Linked DNA regions of Macaca mulatta: region 1 is linked to region 2. A link is a contact called in public Hi-C data. All regions are on one chromosome and are shown on one strand. The core of a region is the stretch at or near the end of the contact, and the rest is flanking DNA. Distances in the headings are between cores, read along the strand shown.

Region 1 (4,072 bases), core at 1,152-3,651, 240 kb after region 2:
CACAAAAACTGTCACATGCTTTTGGCAAAGCCTTTCCTTCCTACTCTAAGCCCCCCACCCCCTTGACATTGTTTATTAAGGGTCTCTAGCGTGAGGGAGAAAAACGGTGTATCTTTAGGGAAAAGATGCTACAGGAGGATTGAAACAGAATCCCATCCAAGCAATTATAAATACAGGAAAAAAAAATATTTTCATTATGCTGGAGAATGGGGGTTGGGCAATGCTGGCTAGCCTTTACTAGTAAAGCACGTAATCTTATGGGAAAAATTGTCAAATCTGAGAATTCCTTACCCTAATGTTAATGAGGCCTTAGATTCAAAATGCTAAAAATATCATATTCTGACACCAAATTATTACGAAGTAGCATCACAATTCAAATGATTATAATATATAGATATGTTTATACTTTCCAATTTTCAAATGGGGAGACTCATTATAACATTTCATCTATTATGAGCATTATTATTGAACGTACAACATCATATAACCTGAACTTGTAATTTAAATAGAAAGAATTCCAGCAAGTAGTTACACATAATGATCTTGCTTCATTATCTCCCTAAGGTTAACTGTGTTACATTTTATAATTAAATGGCCCCTCCCCAATGTCTTTTCTGAAGGGTTTTCCCAAATAACTGCCTGAAGCAGTATCTGTTCAGTATGGAGATAATTTATAGTTATTAAGAAGTAGCAAGTAGGCTTAGTAAAGGCATCTATACTGGTAAAAGTCTTAGCCTAATTTATTGAGGCTCATTGTTTTATTGGGAGTCCATGTTGGAAGCCCCACTGGAAATTCTGAACTGTTGGCTTCCCCACATTCACATCTCCTGACTTGGGTGTGTGTTTGTTGTTGTGTGTTTGTTCTCATTTCAGGAATCCTCCAGGGATTCTAACCATGGTTTTTGAAACGTCAGTGTTAACTTTTGCATACAGGGAAACAACCTTTCCTATACACAGTACTTCCAGAGTTTGAACCATACCATAATTTAATTTATTTTGGCCTTGGAAAAGCTCCCAGCTTGCTTAGCATTGTTCTGTGGATACCTGAATTTGAAAACAATCTTGAAAATGTATATACTTTGAGAGCTGTAGGTAGAAATTGCAGTGAAGAATCAGACTTCTGCGCTCCTTGCTGCTCGGCTGCGCCCCCTCGTGGCTGGATGTGATGTGCTGTCTTGCAGAGTTTAAAGAGTTCCAACTTGAATTGGGCGTGCTTGTTTACATGAGCAGTAATAGCTTTCTTCTGTGTGAAAAAAAAACCTATCAAATTAATATAATAGTTTTCATTGGGGGTGTGAGTAATTTATTGTGCTTATTTTATATGTTTTAATTTTAAAAATATGTATTGGCGTGTTGTGGTTTGTAACTTTTTATTATGGAAAATTCCAAACACACTCAAAAGTAAAAGCGAGAGTACAATGCACTGCCTTGTACTTATCAGCCAGCCTCAGCAGGTATCAACATTTTGTCAAATCTCGTTTCATCTACATGGCCAGGTTTTGGGGTTTTTGTTTGTTTGTTTGTTTTGGAGTATTTTAAAGCAAATTCCAGGCATCAGAGCATATTATGTTTTTGTTAACTTCAGGTTAAAAACTGTATAATTCTACTCAATCTTTTACTTGAATTAAGTGTGCCATTCCCAAGTAATCCTTTTTCTTTATAAATTTTTAAAAAAATTCCTTAAAACTGAGAAAACAAATAAAGCTTTTTTCTTTCTAATTTTTTTTTTTTAAATCGAGTGTACCATACTTTTAGCCAGAATCCTTAGGTAAAATAAAACAATTGACAGCATTCTCATTGTCCTTGGAAGAAGGTGATTGGTGTCCATAGCTTCATAAGAGTTGGGATTAAAACTTAAAATTCCCAGCTGGCAGAGGAACCACTGACACAGGATATTAGAAACATTTTATACCATTGACATTTATATTCTAAAAAGCCCATTTTCTTTCCAGATGTGTACTAACAAGGCCGTAATTTAAAGAAATAATTATTTGAAACATTCTCTCCCAGAATTTGACTATATTTTGCTTACTAAATGCAGTTGTCAACATTTTTAAAAATTATTTTACTAGGAGAAAAGATTATATTTGACAAACCTCCAGTATTGGAAATTGTCTTCAATTTAATAGAAGCATGTAAAAATCTGAGAGGAGAAACTAGGATTTAAAAAATTTGAACTTCAGAAAACAACCCCAAACAGTAAAAGTTGTTTCTTAAATTTACTTAGGGTTTGACTTCCTGGTCGAATTTCAGTGTATCCTCAGGCTTCCCCGCCCCCTGCCCTCTTCTCCACTGTCAAGAAAGCCAGGATTGCTCCTGCAGGTCTTCGTCAAATGCAGGGTCTGATCTTGCACAAACAGCCTAAGTTGCGTTGCCCTGCGGGCCCCCGCGCGGCCGGTGCGCAGCGGGAGAGCCCGGAGGAGGCGCCGGCAGCAAACAGTGGTATCGGGTTACAGGTTCAGAATATCGCTGGAGCACTGGTGACTGGCTTTATAATTACATTGCCGATTTGTTAGGGGAGGCTTGTCTTCCTTACCAATTAGCATGGATGTTACTGCAGGGGCCTCAAATTCTGGATGAGCTTTGGTTGTTTTGTTTTTGTTTTTGTTTTTGTTTTAAAGCATCCCGATCCATAGAACTTCATGGGTTCTGTTACTAACACTCCCTCTTGTCTTTGGGCATCCTTACGGTGTCTGTAAATAAGCCAGAGACGGTCTCTCCCTGTTGGAACGTTTGCCCCTGTTTCTGCCCACTCCCCTCGGCCAGACGCAGTTGTTTTGGGGTCCGAGGTCTACTTTTGCTCTTTGGATACCCCAGCACCCCCCCGCACCGTGCTGGAGGGGACAGCCCACATCCCGTGCCTGCTGCAGTGTCAGGACACACGAGCCCCGGCTGAGGACGTGCCTGTTTCTCTTAGCTTCCTTTCTGATTCTGCCAGCATCATCCACCACTGCAACCTTTTCAGGGCAGCCTCTTTGTTTTCGCTGCTGTGTTTTCTTGTTCCTTGGGGGAGGAGGGTGTTAAAAGCCTGGACATGATCAAGATTTCTTAGTCCAGTGTGTTGTTTAAGGTGTAATATTTTAAGTGTAGAAAGTTGTCTAAGCAAATAGCTTCCCCCAATTAGGATCGGGCTTCTCCTTCCGGCTCAGAAGTTGCTGTGTCACACTACGACAGCAGCCTGGAGGCAGAGCACTGGGGTCCTCAGCGTCCCACCCTCAGGCTGGTGGGAGGTTCCCTTTTGTCATGAACAGAGGCTCTCCCACTTGGATGCCTCAAAAGCAGGGTCCTAAATGCATTGGAAGGCCAGCCTGTGGAGTGAGGAGAAGAGAAACAGCATATTCTGTGTTTCAGAAGTTGTCTCAAAACAATCCTGGCCCTACTTCGAGCCTCTTTTCGGCTCAGAAGTCTGCCACATGCCCAGCTAATTTTACCAGGGGCACCCCTTCTACCACCACCGCCAAAAGACACCAGCAGAATGAATGTGTTTCCACTTAGGGCTGTGGGCTTTGGTGCCACAGGATGTCAGGGGAAGGGAAGGACCGCTGCCAGCCTTCTTGTAAGACAATTGCCACACGTCTTCTCTCAGCTTTTTTCTGACAAAGAAGTGGGTGCATGAGGGCAGATCACTACTTTGAGCGTTGGCATTGGGGTAAAGGCCTCATCTTTCTTGTTTTAGCGTTAGCATTGGCACCTCTGGACTCGTCAGCAACCAGTGGTCACACCAGCAGCCATATGGGACAGTGTAACTGATGAGGTTAGGGATACGACTCGTTAAAGCTCTTCTTTGAATTAGGAGCCTTTTTCCTGAGAGCTGTTAGCTAGCGTTTTGAAAACATTCCTGTTGAAGTATAGCATGCATGTGGAGCCGTGCAGGATCCCGCGTGTGCAGGCCGGTGACTCATCACGAGGCAGGCCCCAGCTGCACTCTCCACCCAGGTGAGCGGCAGAGCATGGCCAGCTCGCCCCACTGGCCGCCGGTACACCACGGCAGACACGGGAGTTCAGTGTTGCCTTGTTACCTGACTTTTAAAACAACATACCACTTAATTGTGAAGCCTGCTGCACTCTTGAG
Region 2 (3,586 bases), core at 999-3,498:
CAGCATCATTTTATCTGTTCTCCAGTGGCAGCTTTTTAAAATGCAATTAGAACAGTGTAAGATATTTATTTAGGATTTTATCTCATTTATTTATTCCATCTCCAAATGAATGTTGTACTTCCAGCTGCCTTTTTACTCCTTCACACGAGTATTTTCTTATTTTCAATCCACTCTTTTCTCCCCTGTTAGACTGCAGGGAGCCAGGATGTCAGCAGCCTGGGGAGCTGAAGAAGGGAAGCAAACATCTTCAAGATGTCTCCCGTCCTGCCCACTGCTTTACCCAGGCTTGGAGGGAGAGAGAAATGGACACAAGAGTTCGTGTCACACTCCAGGCTAAAATTCTCCCGAGTGCCTAACCATTACCTACAGGGAAACAGCCTAATTCCTGTTTCCCAAGACAGCAGAAGCCCTGCACAACCTGGCCCGGCCTGTCCCATCCCTGTTCCAGGCGTGCTTTCTTTTGTGGACCACTCACTCCCACCCTCGGGGGGCCAGGCATTGCCACACCTCTCCACTTTTGTCTCAGATAAAAATATTCTGGAATTAGATAGTGATAATGGTTGTACAACATTGCGAATATACTAAAAACCACTGAGTTACACACTTTAATTAATTAATTAATTTAAGACAGTGTCTCACTCTGTTGCCCAGGCTGGAGTGCAGTGGCATCAACACAGGTCACTGCAGCCTCAACCTCCCAAGCTCAAGTGATCCTCCTGCCTCAGCCTCCCAAGACCACAGGCATGCACCACCATGCCTGACTAATTTTTTTAATTCTTATTTTTGAAGAGATGGGGGTCTCGCCATGTTGCCCAAGCTTGTCTGGAACTCCTGGGCTCAAGCCATCCTCCTGCCTCAGCTTCCCAAAGTGCTGGGACTACAGGCATGAACTACCGTGCCTGGCCCAGGTATACACTTTAAAGTGCTAATTTTATGTTATGATAATTCTATTTATCGCACTTTAAAGCCCACTCAAGTGTCATATCCTTTGTCCATACTCATCAATACCTGCCTGGTCCACTGCGTGGCAGCCAGCAGTACACGTATCTCCCCTTCAAGGGTGGGGCCCTGGAGGGCAAGAGATAGGAGTTTATCTTTGTGTGTCCCAGCGCCACAGCCTGCATGCTGCATATAAGAAATGCTCAACAAATCTTTGAAATCATTTCAACTCTTTCCTATGCAATAGAGCTGTCAATGCATCTGTGTCTCTTAAACCTCTCCTTCTGCCTGAAGACACTTTGGATTTATCTGGCTCGTGACCAGGCGGCTTCTGAACAAATAGGGACTTTGGTCAGTTTCACAAGGTGCCCAAAGTGCCAAGCACTGTGCTGGGAGCAGTGGCCATAACAAATAAATGGCATGGTCCCTGCCTTCAAGGAATTGACAATCCAGTAGTGGGAGATGAGGCAAGAATCCATATCCCTTTATCTGCAGTTTCGATTTCCACGGTTGCAGTTACCCGTGGTCAACTGAGGTTCAGAAGCGTTACACACAGTAAGATATTTTGAGAGACAGAAAGTGACCACATTCACATGACTTTTTTTACAGTGTAAGTGTGAAATGCATTTGATGAGAGTGATAAGAAAGATGAGTGGTAGACACAGCTCCTCCCCTCGCTTCTGTAGCCTTAGTGCTGCATTGACTCGGAGTCACCTACTCGGAAGGATGTTCTAGGATAGTGTGCTAGGAAGCTCTTCTTTGTGTCCAGTGGAAGCATGTTGTTGAGGACGTTGGTTAGCACTGTGTGTTGACAAGACTAGCCGTGCTGAAAACTTAAATCTCTATAGCTACAGATGAGAGCTGATCTGGCTCCAGGCAACATCACCATACCAGGTTCGTTGCCCGATGTGTGGAAAGTGATGACACCAAGACACCGAGGTGCCGCACAGAAAGAGGGTTATTCATAAAGCAGCCAAATGAGGCGATGAGAGCAAACTTCAAATCTGCCTCCCTGAGGAGTTGGGGCTAGAGATTTGAAGGGTCTGGGTGAGTGTGGGGCTGAGATGTGGGGATCATTCCTCCGTCAAAGAGTGCAGGGTGAAGCCATGGGAAGGGGGGATGAAACTACATTCTCACGCCAATTTGGTTCCTCTGTAGGGGCCTTCAGATTGGTTGGCGTCAGCCATTCCAGTGGAATTCAGGATCTGAAAAACATCTTAAGCAATCCTTAAACGAAAACCTTATGATGCTAACGTCAGAGATCCTATCCATAAGGACAATGGGAATGCAAATGGTCATGTGTGACTTTTATTTAGCAAGCAGCTACGAGGAAGTGTGCCAAGTGCTGCCTGATTAATGCTTAATTATATTTCTGTCAGAACCTGGCATGTCATTTTTGTTAACCCTGTGAGGATGGTTTCAGCAAGAGACCAGGCCACACTTTCTAGCGGTGGTGTTTTCCAAGGAGGTGAAGCCCATGCAGGTGGCTCTGTCTTCTCTCTCCTCTTTCTAGATGACCCTGGCATAGGCAGATGCTTCCTTCTGAGCCAGCCCATCCCTGTCTCCCTTTCTGTGTGGACGTGCTGCCTTCCCCCCTCCTGGCAGCGGGCTGAAGCAGCAGCATTGGCACATAGGAAACGCACAGCTTCTCACCCTGGCCCTGCTGGGGATCCATTAGGCCAGGCTGCCCAGATCACGGTGGCAAGATTGGAGACTCAAGTTGGGGTGGCGGCTATGAAACTGAGCATGCCTCCTAGGCTGCTTCGTCAGAAGCCATTTAGGCCTAACTGACTTAGAAAAGGGAGGCTGTTCTGGGAATCAAAATCTAGCTTCCCAGAGTTTTCTTTGCACTGGAGTTGGGGGCCCAAGTCCCAGATAACAGTGTCACAGACATTACATGCTCATTAGAGCCTTCTTAGCACATATATTTCTTGGGAACCTCATGGGGACAAACTGCTTGGATTCAACTCCCATTTCCTAATCAGTTGTGCGACCTTGGGCAAATTACTTAACCTCTCGGTGCCTCAGTTTTCTCATCAGTAAAATGGGCGTAAGGTGGTCATTGTGTTAATTTACACGTACATGTACAGCACTTTGGGCCACAGTTGGTTCACAGCTAGCACTAAACTAATGTTAGCTGTCGCCACTCCCACCTAAGGCCAGTCCCTCCAGGAACCTGACACTTTAGGTGTTCCATCTCTTCCTGTCAACCATATTCCTGTCATAGTGGGTAGCACCCCTATTTATCCAGTTGAGCCAGACATCAGCCTAGAGGTCACCCCAGTCCCCATCACCACAAACCATCAAGGCTCATCAACCTTATTAACTTCCTTAAAAACTTCCAGATCTGTTCCCCTCTGTCCTTCTCTACAACTTCTCCCCAGAGCTAGCCCAGTAGCCCCCTAACTACAACCACCCCAGCCACTACCCATTTCCACCCTGCAGCCAGAGTCATGCTTTGAAAGGCAGACCTGATCTGGTCACCCCTTCCTGGACTCACCCTGCTGAAATCTCTTAATGACTTTCCACTCCTCTTGGGGTGAAAATCAAAACCCTAACACCATGCAGACTGAGTCTGTTAGAATATTTTTGACCCTGAGGATCAGAAACCCTGGCAAACTAGGCTTAAAATACAGGCAGTTTCTTA

Evidence for each region. Hi-C and Micro-C count contacts between places; a contact is called where the count stands out from the background.
Region 1: a contact with region 2 is called in a Hi-C map of fetal cortex germinal zone, with 3 times the contacts expected there. The contact joins two enhancer-like sites. A contact is called at or near these places in 4 of 14 Hi-C or Micro-C datasets (blood, fetal cortex germinal zone, fetal cortical plate and 1 more).

What each region holds. Positions count from the first base shown.
Region 1 is chr13:60,083,755-60,087,826 of T2T-MMU8v2.0, forward strand. The region is part of intron 1 of SERTAD2 (SERTA domain containing 2); the gene reads left to right. Among named protein-coding and RNA genes, the nearest start is that of SERTAD2, 8.2 kb to the left of the region's middle. Within about 2 kb of position 2,402, at least 17 of the 40 cell types and tissues checked have an H3K27ac peak or open chromatin away from gene starts, as enhancers often do. A contact at or near this core is called in blood and fetal cortex germinal zone, where this site is marked.
Region 2 is chr13:59,844,518-59,848,103 of T2T-MMU8v2.0, forward strand. No RefSeq gene overlaps it. Among named protein-coding and RNA genes, the nearest start is that of SLC1A4, 110 kb to the left of the region's middle. Within about 2 kb of position 2,249, at least 6 of the 40 cell types and tissues checked have an H3K27ac peak or open chromatin away from gene starts, as enhancers often do. A contact at or near this core is called in blood and fetal cortex germinal zone, where this site is marked.